Linked DNA regions of Pan troglodytes: region 2 is linked to region 1. The links are chromatin contacts, called in public Hi-C maps. All regions are on one chromosome and are shown on one strand. Each heading gives the region's core, a stretch centred on a gene start, on an enhancer-like site or on the middle of the called end of the contact. The rest is flanking DNA. Distances are from core to core; before and after follow the strand shown. Region 1 holds the start of CD24 (CD24 molecule). Region 2 overlaps RTN4IP1 (reticulon 4 interacting protein 1).

The links. A called contact is a pair of places that touch in the nucleus more often than the background predicts.
Region 2: a Hi-C map of induced pluripotent stem cells shows a contact between it and region 1, with 1.9 times the contacts expected there. The contact joins the enhancer-like site here to the promoter of CD24 in region 1. A contact is called at or near these places in 2 of 7 Hi-C or Micro-C datasets (induced pluripotent stem cells and stem cell-derived neural progenitor cells) and 1 of 1 datasets of contacts at active chromatin or transcription factors (stem cell-derived excitatory neurons).

What each region holds. Positions count from the first base shown.
Region 1 is chr5:118,886,314-118,893,055 of NHGRI_mPanTro3-v2.0_pri, reverse strand. It overlaps CD24 (CD24 molecule), which reads left to right and starts at 5,387. Exons shown (of 3, transcript XM_024357344.2): 1 at 5,387-5,718; 2 at 6,101-6,277. The coding sequence starts at 6,209.
Region 2 is chr5:118,526,493-118,533,466 of NHGRI_mPanTro3-v2.0_pri, reverse strand. It overlaps RTN4IP1 (reticulon 4 interacting protein 1), which reads left to right. Exons shown (of 12, transcript XR_010158133.1): 4 at 664-788. Among named protein-coding and RNA genes, the nearest start is that of QRSL1, 13 kb to the left of the region's middle. Within about 2 kb of position 4,901, at least 2 of the 24 cell types and tissues checked have an H3K27ac peak or open chromatin away from gene starts, as enhancers often do. A contact at or near this core is called in induced pluripotent stem cells, where this site is marked.

The DNA of each region.
Region 1 (6,742 bases), core at 4,138-6,637:
TCTCGTGTGCCCTGGCCACCCAGTTTCTCTTCTCAGTGGCCAAGACAATTTCTTGTGTATCTCTTTGGAAATACTTTCTCTGTCAGGTTTTTGTTTTTTATTCTTAAAATTTATTATTTATTTATTTTTTGAGACAGGGTCTCCTTCTTTGCCCAGGCCAGAGTGCAGTGGTACCACCTTAGCTCATTGCAGCCTCAAACTCCTGGGCTCAAGTAATCCTTCTGCCTCAGCCGCCCAAAGTGCTGGGATTACAAGTGTGAGCCACCCCCGGCCAGTTTTGGTTTTTTAAACACAAAGTACCATGCTGTACACACAGTTATGTATCTTGCTTTTTTCACTTAAGAATTTATCTTGGATTTTCCCCTGTAGTATAGATTATGTTCCTTTACTCTTTTTAATGACTTCATAATATTTCATGATATGACAGTGCTGCAACAAATCCCTGAATATACATTATTCTGCATTTGTAGAAATTTATCTGTAGGTTAAATTCTTTTTTTTTTTTTTTTGTCACCCAGGCTGGAGTGCAGTGGCATGATCTCAGTCCACTGCAACCTCTGCCTCCTGGGTTCAAGCAATTCTCCTGTCTCAGCCTCCCAAGTAGCTGGGATTACAGGCATGTGCCACCATGCCTGGCTAATTTTTGTATTTTTAGTAGAGACAACGTTTCACCTTGTTGGCCAGGCTGGTCTCAAACTCCTGACCTCAGGCGATCTGCCCGCCTCGGCCTCCCAAAGTGCTAGGATTACAGGCATGAGCCACTGCGCTCGGCCAGGTTAAATTCTTAAAATAAGGAGAATGTGCATTTTTAATACTGAGAGATGTCAAATTCCTTTCCATAATCCCATCAGCATCGACGAGAAAGACTTTTCTTGCATCCTTGCCAATACAAGGGAGACACCAAATTTAAATTCTGGCAAAAGAGGTTAAGAGTTGCTTCTTTCTTTTATTTCAAACACCCCAGAATTGTGACTGTTTTCAGATGCAAATTGAATAATAGGATGCTTACCTCTAAGCATCCTATTATTCAATTTGCATCTGAAAACAGTCACAATTCTTTCTCTTTACATTTGTTTTCTGGTCTCAACGAGGGTTAAGAGAATTTGAGTGACTCTACAGGGGGAAAAAGGAAGTAAAGTCAAAGAAAATCATCGTGGTTTATTAGCTTTATAAGGATTCCAAAATGCAGGGCTTTTTACATTCAGCACAAGAGTTGTTTTTGTTTTCCTGACAGTGAGCGCGTAAGGTCCCAGTGGCCAGCAGGGGGCAGCACGTCCACACAGAGAGTCCGGCTGGGACGCCACCAGCTGATTCAACATGCTGCAGCTACTGGACCTAGGACCTCATCAGTCAGAAATGCAAACTCACTTTGTTACCTTCACTGCCTTCTCATGATTGGCAGTGAAGAACAAAGCTCCACTGAAAGACCCGGATAAATGGAAATATTCCATTTATGCCAACCAAGTGCAGGGTGGCACAGAATTAAGAGGGAAAAGAGGGCCGGGCGCGGTGGCTCACACCCAAATCCCAGCATTTTGGGAGGCCAAGGCGGGCAGATCACAAGGTGAGGAGTTCCAGACCAGCCTGACCAACATGGTGAAACCCCGTCTCTACTAAAAATACAAAAATTAGCCGGGCGTAGTGGCGCGCGCCTGTAGTCCCAGCTACTCAGGAGGCTGAGGCAGGAGAATCACTTGAACCCGGAAGGCGAAGGTTGCAATGAGCCGAGATCACGCCACTGCACTACAGCCTGGGCGACAGAGTGAGACTCCATCTCAAAAAAAAAAAGAGTATTATGAACACAACTAAGAATTGCATCATGTTGTAGAACAGAATTTATATTAAATATTTGATTATTCCAGCCACTATTTGTGCTATAAAGCACAGATGGAACACCTTTATTGGATTCACATTATATTTCATACCTATTTTGCCAAAAGTGCTAAAAATGTCAAATAATTAACCCCTGTGTCTTCTGTTCCTCTAGAAACAGGATTTATTATTTTATCTTAAAAAGCAAATTAACCTGTTTCCTTAATATTAGTCCATTCAACTAGCAAATACTGATTGCATGCCAGGTGCAGTGGATATTGGGTAGGCAAGACATAGTCTCTCGGGAGGCTAAGACAGGAGAATGGCTTGAACCAGGGAGGTGAAGGTTGCAATGAGCCACTGCACTCCGTCCTGAGTGACGGAGTGAGGCCCTGTCTACAAAAAAAAAAAAAGAGAGAGAAAGTGGTGGTGCAGGATTCAAATCCATATTTGACCCCAGAATCCACTATGTGCTATGCCAGTCTGGTCTCAGGTCTGCCCTTAGAAATTGTAGGCATTGTCCGGGCACGGTGGCTCATGCATGCAATCCCAGCACTTTGGGAGACTGAGGCGGGCAGATCACCTGAGGCCAGGAGTTCGAGACCAGCCTGGTCAACATGGTGAAACCCTGTCTCTACTAAAAAAATATAAAAATTAGCCAGGCATGGTGGCAGGCACCTGTAATCCCAGCTACTTGGGAGGCTGAGGCAGGAGAATCGCTTGAACCTGGGAGGCAGAGGTTGCAGTGAGCCGAGATCGTGCCATTGCACTCCAGCCTGGGAAACAAGAGCAAGACTTCGTCTCCAAAAAAAAAAAAAAAAGAAAAGAAATTGTAAGCATTGCTCCTCCCTCAGTATTCTCAGAAGAGAACCAGCATCAAATGAGGGAGTTTTTCATACTATCTCATGAAAGCTATGAAAACTGAAAGTTATAACTTTCCACACATACATCAATTTATGCAATCAATCTGTTTCAAAATCATTCTATACCACACTTTCTCTATAAAATGGAAATTGGCCATGTGTCTCAACAAAAAGTTCAGGATAACTGGTAAGAGTCTCAATTTGTTAGTGGCGTGAGTTATTATTGGCTAAGGTTTTTTTTTTTTTTTTTTGAGACAGAGTCTTGCTCTGTCATCCAGGCTGGAGTGCAGTGGCATGATCTTGGGTCACTGCAACCTCCGCCTCCTGGGTTCAAGCGATTCTCCTGCCTCAGCCTCCCGAGTAGCTGGGACTACAGGCGTGTGCCACCATGCCCAGGTAATTTTTTGTATTTTTAGTAGAGATGGGGTTTCATCATGTTAGCCAGGATGGTCTCGATCTCCTGATCATGTGATCTGCCTGCCTCGGCCTCCCAAAGTGCTGGGATTATAGGCATGAGCCACTGCACCCAGCCGTGGCTCAGGTTTTATTAGCAAACAAACTATGAAAAACCAGGAGAAGTGGATAAAGAATAGGAAGAAAGAATCACAAACCAAAAGAACTGCAAAGGAAAAATCAGGCAGTTTTCTTGAGTTTCTAGCTGTACAGGAAAAGGGTAGGGTGGAGACCTGTAAAGAGAAGTATCTTACCTGTGTTGGGCCTCCAGTTGTCAAAGTCCTGGGCAACACCCCCGGTAGGATGCCCAGGGGGAACTCCTGGGCAGAGGTGAAGGGCTTTGCTATGTGAATTATCCAGTCTCATTAGCTGGTGATGAAATGGTTCACAAAGCACAGATTCTGAGTGCCTTGCCAGTTTTGGGAATTATTTGGAGACTGATATTCTTTCACGTATCACACAGTGGCAGAGAAGGTAATTACCTTCTGGTTGCTGGCACCTTCAGTGGAAGAGCAAATAAGTGAGAGCTGCTACTCTGAGGCAGGCAGTATTCTAACACTTATATATACAATAACTCTTTAATAACTAATTAGTAATGATGTTATTATCTCCATTTTATAGATGAAGGAACTGAGGCTTTTTGTCTCCAGCAAAATTAGCAGAGCCACGGTTTGAACTCTGGCAGTCTGTCTTTAGAGGCTGTCTTATCCTAGGAATACCACCAGTTAGTTCAACAAGCAGCTTGTGGAGGACATAGTATGTTCCTTGCCTTGGAACCCGGCACTCCTGAGTCACAAACAGTCCATTTTTTTCACCCGGAAAAGGAATGGAGAAGCTGGGCCAGACTATTTCTTTTTTCTTTTTTTTTGAGACAGAGTTTTGCTCTTGTTGCCCAGGCTGGAATGCAATGGCCTGATCTCTGCTCACTGCAACCTCCACCTCTCAGGTTCAAGCTATTCTCCTGCCTCAGCCTCCCAAGTAGCTGGGATTACAGGTATGAGCAACCATGCATGGCTAATTTTGGATTTTTAGTAGAGACTAGATTTTAGGTTTCACCATGTTGGTCAGGTTGGTCTGGAACTCCTGACCTCAGGTGATCAGCCCTCCTCAGCCTCCTAAAGTGCTGGGATTACAGGTGTGAGCCACCACGCCCGGCCAAAGTATTTCTATATAATGTGGTACGGTACACTGTTAAACAGGAAAGTCCACTGGTGCTCGACAGAAATTCTTGTGTTCCCAAGCACATCTTAAACGTGCTTGGAAAATTACTGAGCTAAAGTGACTGACCTTGAAGGCACAAACCGATTCAGTCACTATTCAGTCAACAGACCTACTGCAGATTTCATTGTCACTTTGCTTCCCTGAAACTTACTTTGTTTTAATGAGACTGCCACGCAAAAGTGAAATTTAAACAAATTTAGAATCTTACTACTCTGTGGTTTACTTTAAAGACCGAAAAATGCTTGGGCTAAACCTTAAATAAAAGTATTAAGTCTTGCAATTAAAAATTGAACCAAAAGTACTAACGAGAGTGTTCTGCAAAACTGAAATTTAAACAAATTTACAACCATACTAGGTTTGGTCTCTGCTGTTTGCTTTAAAGACTGAAAAACACTTGGGCTAAACCTTCAATAAAAAGATTAAGTCTTGCAATTAAAATTTAAACTCAAAATACTCCACCAGTAAAATTACTTCAACTTTTGTTGTATGCTTGAAAGTTTTCACAATAAGATGGATAGGAAAGAAGTATTCCACCAAAATCTAAAGAGTGATGACGAATCTCCTCTTTGTGCCGGTTCATTAAATTGCCTAATGGCAACTACGGATAAGTAAATGCCTTTATCTCGAACGGTTCTGCTCTTTAAACGAATGACGGGCAACAGAGACCGAAAAAGTGTATCCCCAGGAATTCGAGAGGGACGGTGAATTGTAGTGGGACCGCCAGGAGGGGAGGTTCCTGCCCCCGAGTAGAACCTGGGAGCAGAGCCGCTCGGGGAGGGCGGTGGGGGCTTCAGGGCCGCGGAGGGGGTCCCCTCAGGGTGGGCCGTCTCCTCCTCGCCCGCCGCAGGCAGGAGCGCGGGGGACCGAAACCCTGTAGTTTGCAGCGTCAGGCAGCGGGTCCGCGCCCAGCGAGCGGCTCCCCAGCTCCTGGGAGGATGCGGACCCGGGACGCCCCCGTGAGCTCACGGCGCCTGGCTGACACGAGGCGCTCACAGAACAAAGCAAGGGCTTCGGGGAGGGCGCGGCCGCGGGGCCGAGCGCGCAGATCGCTCCGGACCCGGACACCGCCTGCGAGGAGCGCCGACCAGGCGGGAAGGGTTCGCGCTAGGCGGCGCCCGGGTCCCGTCGGCCAGAGTGAGCGTCCGGCCCGCGTCCGCGCCACGCCCGCCGCGTTCGCCTTTCCTCTGCGGCGGGCCGAGAGATAACCCTGCCCGAGGGGTCCCGGCGCCCGCCCCCCACGCGGTCGCACTGGAATTCGCGGCCCCTCTCGGGTCCCCGGGGCGCATTTTGCAGTCTGGGTGGCAACGCACTTGCTCCAGGACCGGCGGCTACCCCGCCGCAGCGGAGGCGCGGACTTTTCTTTTGGGGGGTAAGATGGCAGGTCCCGGGAAACAAAGGAAACTTGGGCCCGGCCCCCAGCGCGGCGTGTGTGGCTCGCGTGTGTGCCCCGGGTCCTGTGTAGGAGTCGCTGGGCGCCTGTGCCAGCCTGCCCGCAGCCCGCAGCCGGCGCGGGGATACCAGCCGGGTACCAGCAGCCGGCGGCGCCCGCCCACCTGCAGCGGCGCCCGCCCGGGGGGCTCCCGGCCCGCGAGGGCCGGAGCGGCGGTGGCGGTGGCGGCGGCGGCGGCGGGGGCGCTGGGGAACCCGGAGCGGGGCGGGGAAGGCGGGGAGGCGGCGGGCGGCGGCGGAGGGGAGCCGGGGTGGGCGGGCGGCGCCACGTCACGGCTATTGTGGCTTTCCTGGTATATAAGGTCTCGCCGGCTCGCCGCGCTCCCCACCTTGCCTGCGCCCGCCCGGAGCCAGCGGTTCTCCAAGCACCCAGCATCCTGCTAGACGCGCCGCGCACCGACGGAGGGGACATGGGCAGAGCAATGGTGGCCAGGCTCGGGCTGGGGCTGCTGCTGCTGGCACTGCTCCTACCCACGCAGGTGAGGCCCTGGCGCCCGGCGGGGCTCGAGGGCCGTTCCCGGGGTGGGGGCAGGGGAGATGGACCCGGTCCCGGGGGACCGTCCTGCGCTTCTACCTCGGGCCACGGACAGGGACCGGGAGAGAATCTTGCTTAGCTGACCAGGGGAGAGGGCCATGTGGACCCCATTTTTCCATTCCCTTGCGTGCTTCCCCCTCCCCTCCCACGGCCCTGGGAACAATGCAGCTCCGCGTGCGGGCTGAGAGGACCCTGCCCCACCCCAGGTTCCACGCTGTCCCTTCCCAGGCAGCCAGGTGCCTACTTCCCACTTTCACCCAGAGGCCCGAGGTGCCTGCAGGGATTAGCGCCTGGAGAGCTCGGGCTCCCTGGGGACGTTGTCCCTGGGTCCCTGAGGACCCGCTTCCCCCTAGGAGGGTCTTCGCGCTCCCCGCGCTCTACACAAAGAGATGCGACGGTCCCTTTCGGG
Region 2 (6,974 bases), core at 3,652-6,151, 360 kb after region 1:
GGAAGCTAGAATATGTTATGTATATTATATACTGTATCCTTACAATAAAGGAAGCTAGAAAAAATGTTATTAAGAAAATTATAGGCCAGGTGCGGTGGCTCACACCTGTAATCCCAGCACTTTGGGAGGCCAAGGCGGGCGGATCACGAGGTCAGGAGATCGAGACCATCTTGGCTAACACGGTGAAACCCTGTCTCTACTGAAAATACAAAAAATTAGCCAGGTGCAGTGGCGGGCGCCTGTAGTCCCAGCTACTCAGGAGGCTGAGGCAGGAGAATGGTGTGAACCCAGGAGGCGGAGCTTGCAGTGAGCCGAGATCACACCACTGCAGTCCAGCCTGGGCGACAGAGCAAGACTCCATCTCAAAAAAAAGAAAAAAAAAATGAAGAAAAGTATACTTTCTATTCATTAAGTGGATCATCATAAAGATTTTCATCCTTGTTGTCTTCAAGTTACTAGAAAGAGGAGGAGTAGGAAGAAGAAGGGTTGGTTTTGCTGGTCTCAGAGGTGGCAGAGGCAGGAAATCCACGTATAAGTGGACTTGCACAATTCAAACCCCTGTTGTTCAAGGGTCAGCTGGATTCCTGTGAAGGTAAATGTGCTTAATTGTGTTCATAGGTTTGCAAGTCATTGCTTATTTTTGACTGTTGTCTTCAAATGTAGGTCTCTCACAAACCCAAATCACTCACTCATACTCAAGCTGCCTCTTTGCCATATGTGGCTCTCACAGCCTGGTCTGCTATAAACAAAGTTGGTGGCCTGAATGACAAGAATTGCACAGGAAAACGGTAAGTGTATCAGTCAGTGGCAGCATCTAAACCTCTTTTCTTTCCTTCTGTGAGTTCCTTGCAGTAGATTTGTCAGAGCTTTGAAATTTAGTATCATTTACACAAACAGAGCTGTACTAACATTTGAAAACAGTTTCCAAAGCATTCTATTTGTGTCAGTTTGCACTTTCTTAGCTTCATTCTGTGGATTCTCAGCCCAATCACTTGGGAATTTTTTAACTGAGATGTGTGGATGGAATGGACTTTAGGAGTCAGAACCTTCTAAAATAATGCAAAATTTTATATGTGATTGTCTAGGAAGAAGATCCATATCTTTTTTTAATGAAATTCCTAAAAAGGTTAAGAATCATCCCATACAGTTTCTAAAGAATGATGTCAAGGTGAAGATGTTTTTTCCCTACCTCTCCCAGGAGTTATTCTCACGCTTGCATATTTCTATAAAGGGACTGCATAACTATTGAATATTCTTAAGTTCTCTCAGTCTCAATGCCTAATATCCATTAGGTCAATTCTGATTCCCCAATGCCTTGAGCGTGTACTCATTTGGGTTAGCAGCAACATGGTGACCAGAAATGTCTCAGATGTACTTGAGTTTATATGTAGATTCTGTTGCTTTCCAGCTGGGTGACCCACTCACTCACTTTTTAATGAGTTTTGTTTTGAAGGTTAAATGAGGTAATGCACATTAAACTGGTGACACAGTTTATGGCACGTGGGAGGCACTCAGTAAATGGTGGCTACTGTTGTTAGCAAGGAGATTGTGGTGTTCCTTGTATTTTAGAAAGTTGCCATCATAGAGAAAACTGATGATTTTGTTTTTTGTTGAGAAAACTAGATACTAAGGACTGTTTAACAATTGTAAGGAAGGAAGGAGCTGTAGGTCAAACTATAATAAATTAAAATAACCTAGTTTTTTTGTTATTACTAAGGATTGTGTTGGTAACATAACTGAAGTCTGTGTGATTCTGTTCTATTGTTATGAAACATTGCACTTTACATTTAATGTGTTCGGTAATAGAGCATTAAATTTTATGAAAGTTTAATAGCTGTATTTTTGAAAACTTACAAAAGCTATTCATCTAGTGAGGTACTACCCTTCCTTATCTTAGAATTCAAGGTAAGTATTTATTCTAAAGGTCAACCCTGTTTACTTTTTAAGCTATTGTGGCTTATCTTTCTTGAAGTTGCCATTTTGGTCAACACTTTGTTTAAATTAAATTAGTTCTGACCACATAGATTTTTCTAATGGTTTCTCTTAGTTAATAACCTTGCAAAAACCTTATTGAAGATTTTTAGACCTGTATTGTAATTGTAGACTCTGCAACAGCATTGGTTTTATTGTTTTGTTTTTTCCTTTAAAAACATTGTTTTCTATGCCTGCATGACTGTATGTGCACTATTGTTAGAGAGCTCTCATTTCTTTTACTGGTTCAGGGCTCTGTGGACTTACTTTTAATATACTGTAAAAAACAATTTAGAAGATAAGAAAAAATTTAAAAATTTAGAGACAAAGGTCTGTCTCTTCTTAGAGACATTGGTGTGAGTCCTCAGTTTGTTGTTGGCTTTGTGGGTAATTCTTTGGTACTCTGTTATCTTCTGTTTAAGCAACAATGGCCTGGAACTGGGAAGTTGGAGCCCTGGGTCCTGTTCTGCCATTAACTAACCAGGTGACCACATGCTATATATTTATGGTCTCTTTGTGGTTTCCTCTGAGTTTATGAGTATAGGACAGTGTAGGTTTTGAGGAGAGCTTTGAGAAATGGAAAGTTTTAGACCTTATTAGGTGATGATATCTTATATTGAGTTGGGTCTGTTTATTGATTTAGCCAATGTTAACCAATATAGAGTGAAACCCATTGCAAAGAGTCTCAATAATTCACATCATGGACTTCTGCTGCATTCACATGTTGTGATCTGTAGGACACATTTGTCCTGAGTGACTCAGTGAGCACAGTGAGACCTTGCTGTCTTAGTCCGTTCAGGCTATTATCACAAAATACCATAAACTGGTGGCTTAAAAACAAGAGAAATTTATTTCTCACAGTTGTGGAGGCTGGGAAGCCTGAGATCAAGGTGACATCAGGTTTTGTGTCTGGTGAGGACCAACTTTCTGGTTCTTTAACAGTGCTTTCTCGCTTGTCCTCATATTCTGGAAGGGGTGAGGATATCTCTGGGGTCTCTCTCTCTCTTATAAGAGCACAAATCCCATTCATGAGGGTTCTGCTTGCATGACCTAATCACCCCACCTCCTAATACCATCACCCTGGGGGTTAGGATTTCAACATACGAATTTTGGTGGGACACAAACATTACAAACATTCAGACCATAGCACTTGGTACTTGCTGCTCTCAGAAATTTCGGTTTACTGAAATTACCACACATGGGTTATAATAATGGCCTACTTCTTTTAACTGCTTATTTGTGAGAGTCACATGAGAGATGTGAGCACCTTAAAATACTGTAAAAATACTTTTAATGAAGAAATTCTATAATGAGATTTTATTGTACCTAAACTCAGAAGTTCCAGTGTCCAAAGTGGATTTTCCATTTGACTATTCATTGTAATTGATGGAGCATATTTTGGCTTCAATATGGTAAACAATAACTGTTCTTTTTCTGTTAGCTATTGGCATTAAGGCATGCCTTAGTCTGCACAAAGCAGATCAGTATTTGTTATCAAAGATGAATCATCTTTTTTTTCTAATCAGTTAATTAAAAAAAAAAAATTAACAATGACAAAAACACCTATCAGCACCTTGGAAGATTTTACAGGATTTCTTTATAACAAACAGCTTATTTGAAATTAGGACAAATCTTTCTAAGGGTTCGATGATGTTTACCTTTTCCCCCCTTTGTTCTGTAGTTACTTTTCTGCAGCAGCTGAGTATCAGTGAACCAAGGAAATAGTTTATTCTTGATGTCATATAATACTGTCATTTTGTCCACACATTGATATCATTAGAAAATGTCAAGTGAGGCCAGGTGTGGTGGCTCACGCCTGTAATCCCAGCACTTTGGGAGGCCGAGGTGGGTGGATCAAGAGGTCAGGAGATCGAGACTATCCTGGCCAACATGGTGAAACCCCGTCGCTACTAAAAATACAAAAATTAGCTGGACGTGGTGGCACACACATGTAGTTCAAGCTACTCAGGAGCCTGAGGCAGGAGAATCATTTGAACCACAGAGTTGGAGGTTGTAGTGAGCTGAGATTGTGCCACGGTACTCCAGCCTGGTGACAGAGCAAGACTCCATCTCGAAACAAAAAAAAAGAAAAAGAAAATGTCAAGTGAAAATTATTTCCTTTTTATCAGCCCATCTATAGTTTCTTCATGATTTGTTCAGTAGGAACACATAGATAACTTAGGGCTCTCAAGATAAGTAGAAATTTTTTTAAAAAGTTGTTACAACCGGATATTTTTTGAATATGGTAAGATTTGATGGTTTTATTTATTGGTAGTGTCATCGGTGCACTTGAATATTTCATGCTCTGCCTGAAATTCATGTCTTGCCGGGAAAGTTGTACTTCACTCTGTTTGACAGAAGTATTAAAAGGTGTTAGGTGTAGTGTTGCGTGCCTGTAGTCCCAGCTACTCAGGAGGCTGAGGCAGGAGGATTGCTTGAACACGGGAGGCAGAGGTTACAGTGAGCCGAGATCATGCCACTGCACTCCATCCTGGGCAACAGAGTTAGGAATTGAACTATTCCTCCTCCACAAAATAAATTTCACTTTTAAATTGTGTATACTTGCAACTCAATGAAGTGAATTTAGGAATACTTTTTTTTTGATATTAGGTTTTATGGCAGTAAAATTTTGTCATGTAAGTGTAAATTAGGTGTCTGATTAATTCTGATATAGAATTATAGAATTAGGCCCAGAGTTAAAAACATTGGGTTTATTCCCTACCAATATGCTTATATTAAAATTAAAATGACAGCCTTCTTCTTTCAAATGCATTCTAAGGCCTTTTCTTCACCCCACCACCACCTGTTTCTTCCCACTCCCCAAGCCCATTACCCTTTTGCACTTTAAGTTTTCATTTGCACCTGACTGGGTTGTATTGTTAGGGGGGTAAGGGGAAGTAGAAAGAAACCCCAGCTGTTTTCTTGCATAAACAAAGTATGGGGTTGAGGAGGCAAGGAGAGTGAGAGTGGAGGCTCTGGCTTGGTCAGTGTGATGGAAATGAATCTTCCTTTGCTTCAGGTCTATTTTCCAGGGAGTCCTGGGTGGGGGGGCGGGGGCGGTGGGCACTTAAAAGAATAGCAGAAACCTCACTCCTGGAAATTTGTGTTTTATACAATAGCTTTCTAAGTGACTAGGTTAACTATCTCGTGAGGTTATAAGTCATTTACTCTTCAATGGACTGTAATCTAGCTTCTAGCCTTGCCTTTCAATTGCATCTGCCCTCACTGGGGTCGTAGCTAACTTAAGTGACTTAAGTTGCCAAGCCCAAAGACATTTTTCAGTTCTTATTTTATTTTAATTTGACCTCTCTGAAGTAGCTGGCATTGTTGACCACTTCCTAAATACTTACTTTTCATATGGTTTCAGGGACATTAAGACTTTTAAGTTTTCTTTTTTTGTTGTTGACCATTTCTTGTCATTTTTAGAAGCCCCACTTCTTCCTCCAGCCCTTTAAATGTGCTGTTTTCCCAGTATTCCACTCTATTCTTCCTTTTTGTTTCCCAGGGTTATCTCATCTACTCCCAACTTCTACTTATAGTTTGGTAACTTACAGATCTATATTTCTAACTCTGTGCTCTTACTGAGTTCCAGTTAGATGTTCTCTTTATATCTCAAACTCAACTTGAGCAAAACAACGCTTACCAACTACCACCCCAACTCTTCCTCTGTAATCCTAATGTCAGTTAATTGTGGTTTACCCTAAGTCAAAACCTGACATTTTTCATAAACCCTGCTCTCTCACCTTCCTCAGCACTAGTCATTATTGTTCGTGTCATGTAAAATGTAAGATTGTTGCCAAATTTGGAACAATGTCTTCCAAGTTCCTTTTATATGCCAGCTATAAGATTTGTGAACCCAAAATATCTGAGACAGGTCTCAGTCAATTTAGAAAGTTTATTTTGGCAAGGTTAAGGACACGCCTGTGACACAGCCTCAGGATGACATGCACCCAAGGTGGTCAGGGTGCAACTTGCTTTTATATATTTTTGGAAGACAATACATCCATCAATACACATAAGATTTACATTGGTCTGATCTTGAAGGGTGAGACCTCTTGAAGAGGGGTGGGCTTCCAAGTGATAGGTAGATTTAAAAATTTTCTGATTGGCAGTTGGTTGAAAGATTTATTATAAGTGAAATGGAATGTCTGGGTTAAGCTAAGGGGTTGTAGAGACCTAGGTTTTGTCATGCAGATGAAGCCTCCAAGTAGCCAGCTTTAGAGAGAATAGACTGTAAATGTTTCCTATCAGATTGAAGGTCTGTGTTGATGTTAATGCTGCAGGGGTATAATGAGGCCTGCAACCTCCTCTGCCATCATGAGCAGAACTAGATTTTCAGGCAACTCTGGAATGTCCTTGGCCAAAAAGAGGAGTCCATTCAGTTGGCTGGGGCCTTAGAATTTTGTTTTTGGTTTACAGATTTCAAGGCATTTCACGTTTTCTTGTGTAGTGAATAAGCCTAAAATACTGTTGTATTTTAATGAACAATCCTGATTAGTTTGTTGTTAACCTCTTCCATATAGTGTTGTCTTGTAAATTCTTACATTTTTTTAATTGGAGGAATTTTCCACAGACTAGCTTCTGGCTTTGTACATTTCAAACCTTGTTTAACTTTCTTTCTCCTTCACTACTCACATGACCCTGTGCTGGGTGCAGTGATACACAGCTTTAAGGAAATGTCATGTGGCTTAGGTGAGTTGACTTAGTGAGAGGTAGGAAGAAATTCCTGGAAGGCATTTCTTAAACTAGGACAGCTAGGGATAACTTAACTCTACACAGAAGTGACTACGAACCACATCAGTATTTTCCACTAAACCCCAAACAAGTATATTTCCAATCAACTTCCCTTTAGCTAGATCTAGTATCACCTGAGAAAAAAGCAAGACTGATGAGTAAGAGTGAAAAAAGACCAATCTTAACTGATTGTGGTTAGCATATCTTTTACAAATTTTACAAAAACATATGTCTGTTACATATAAAGTTTCGGTGCCACAAAAGAAATA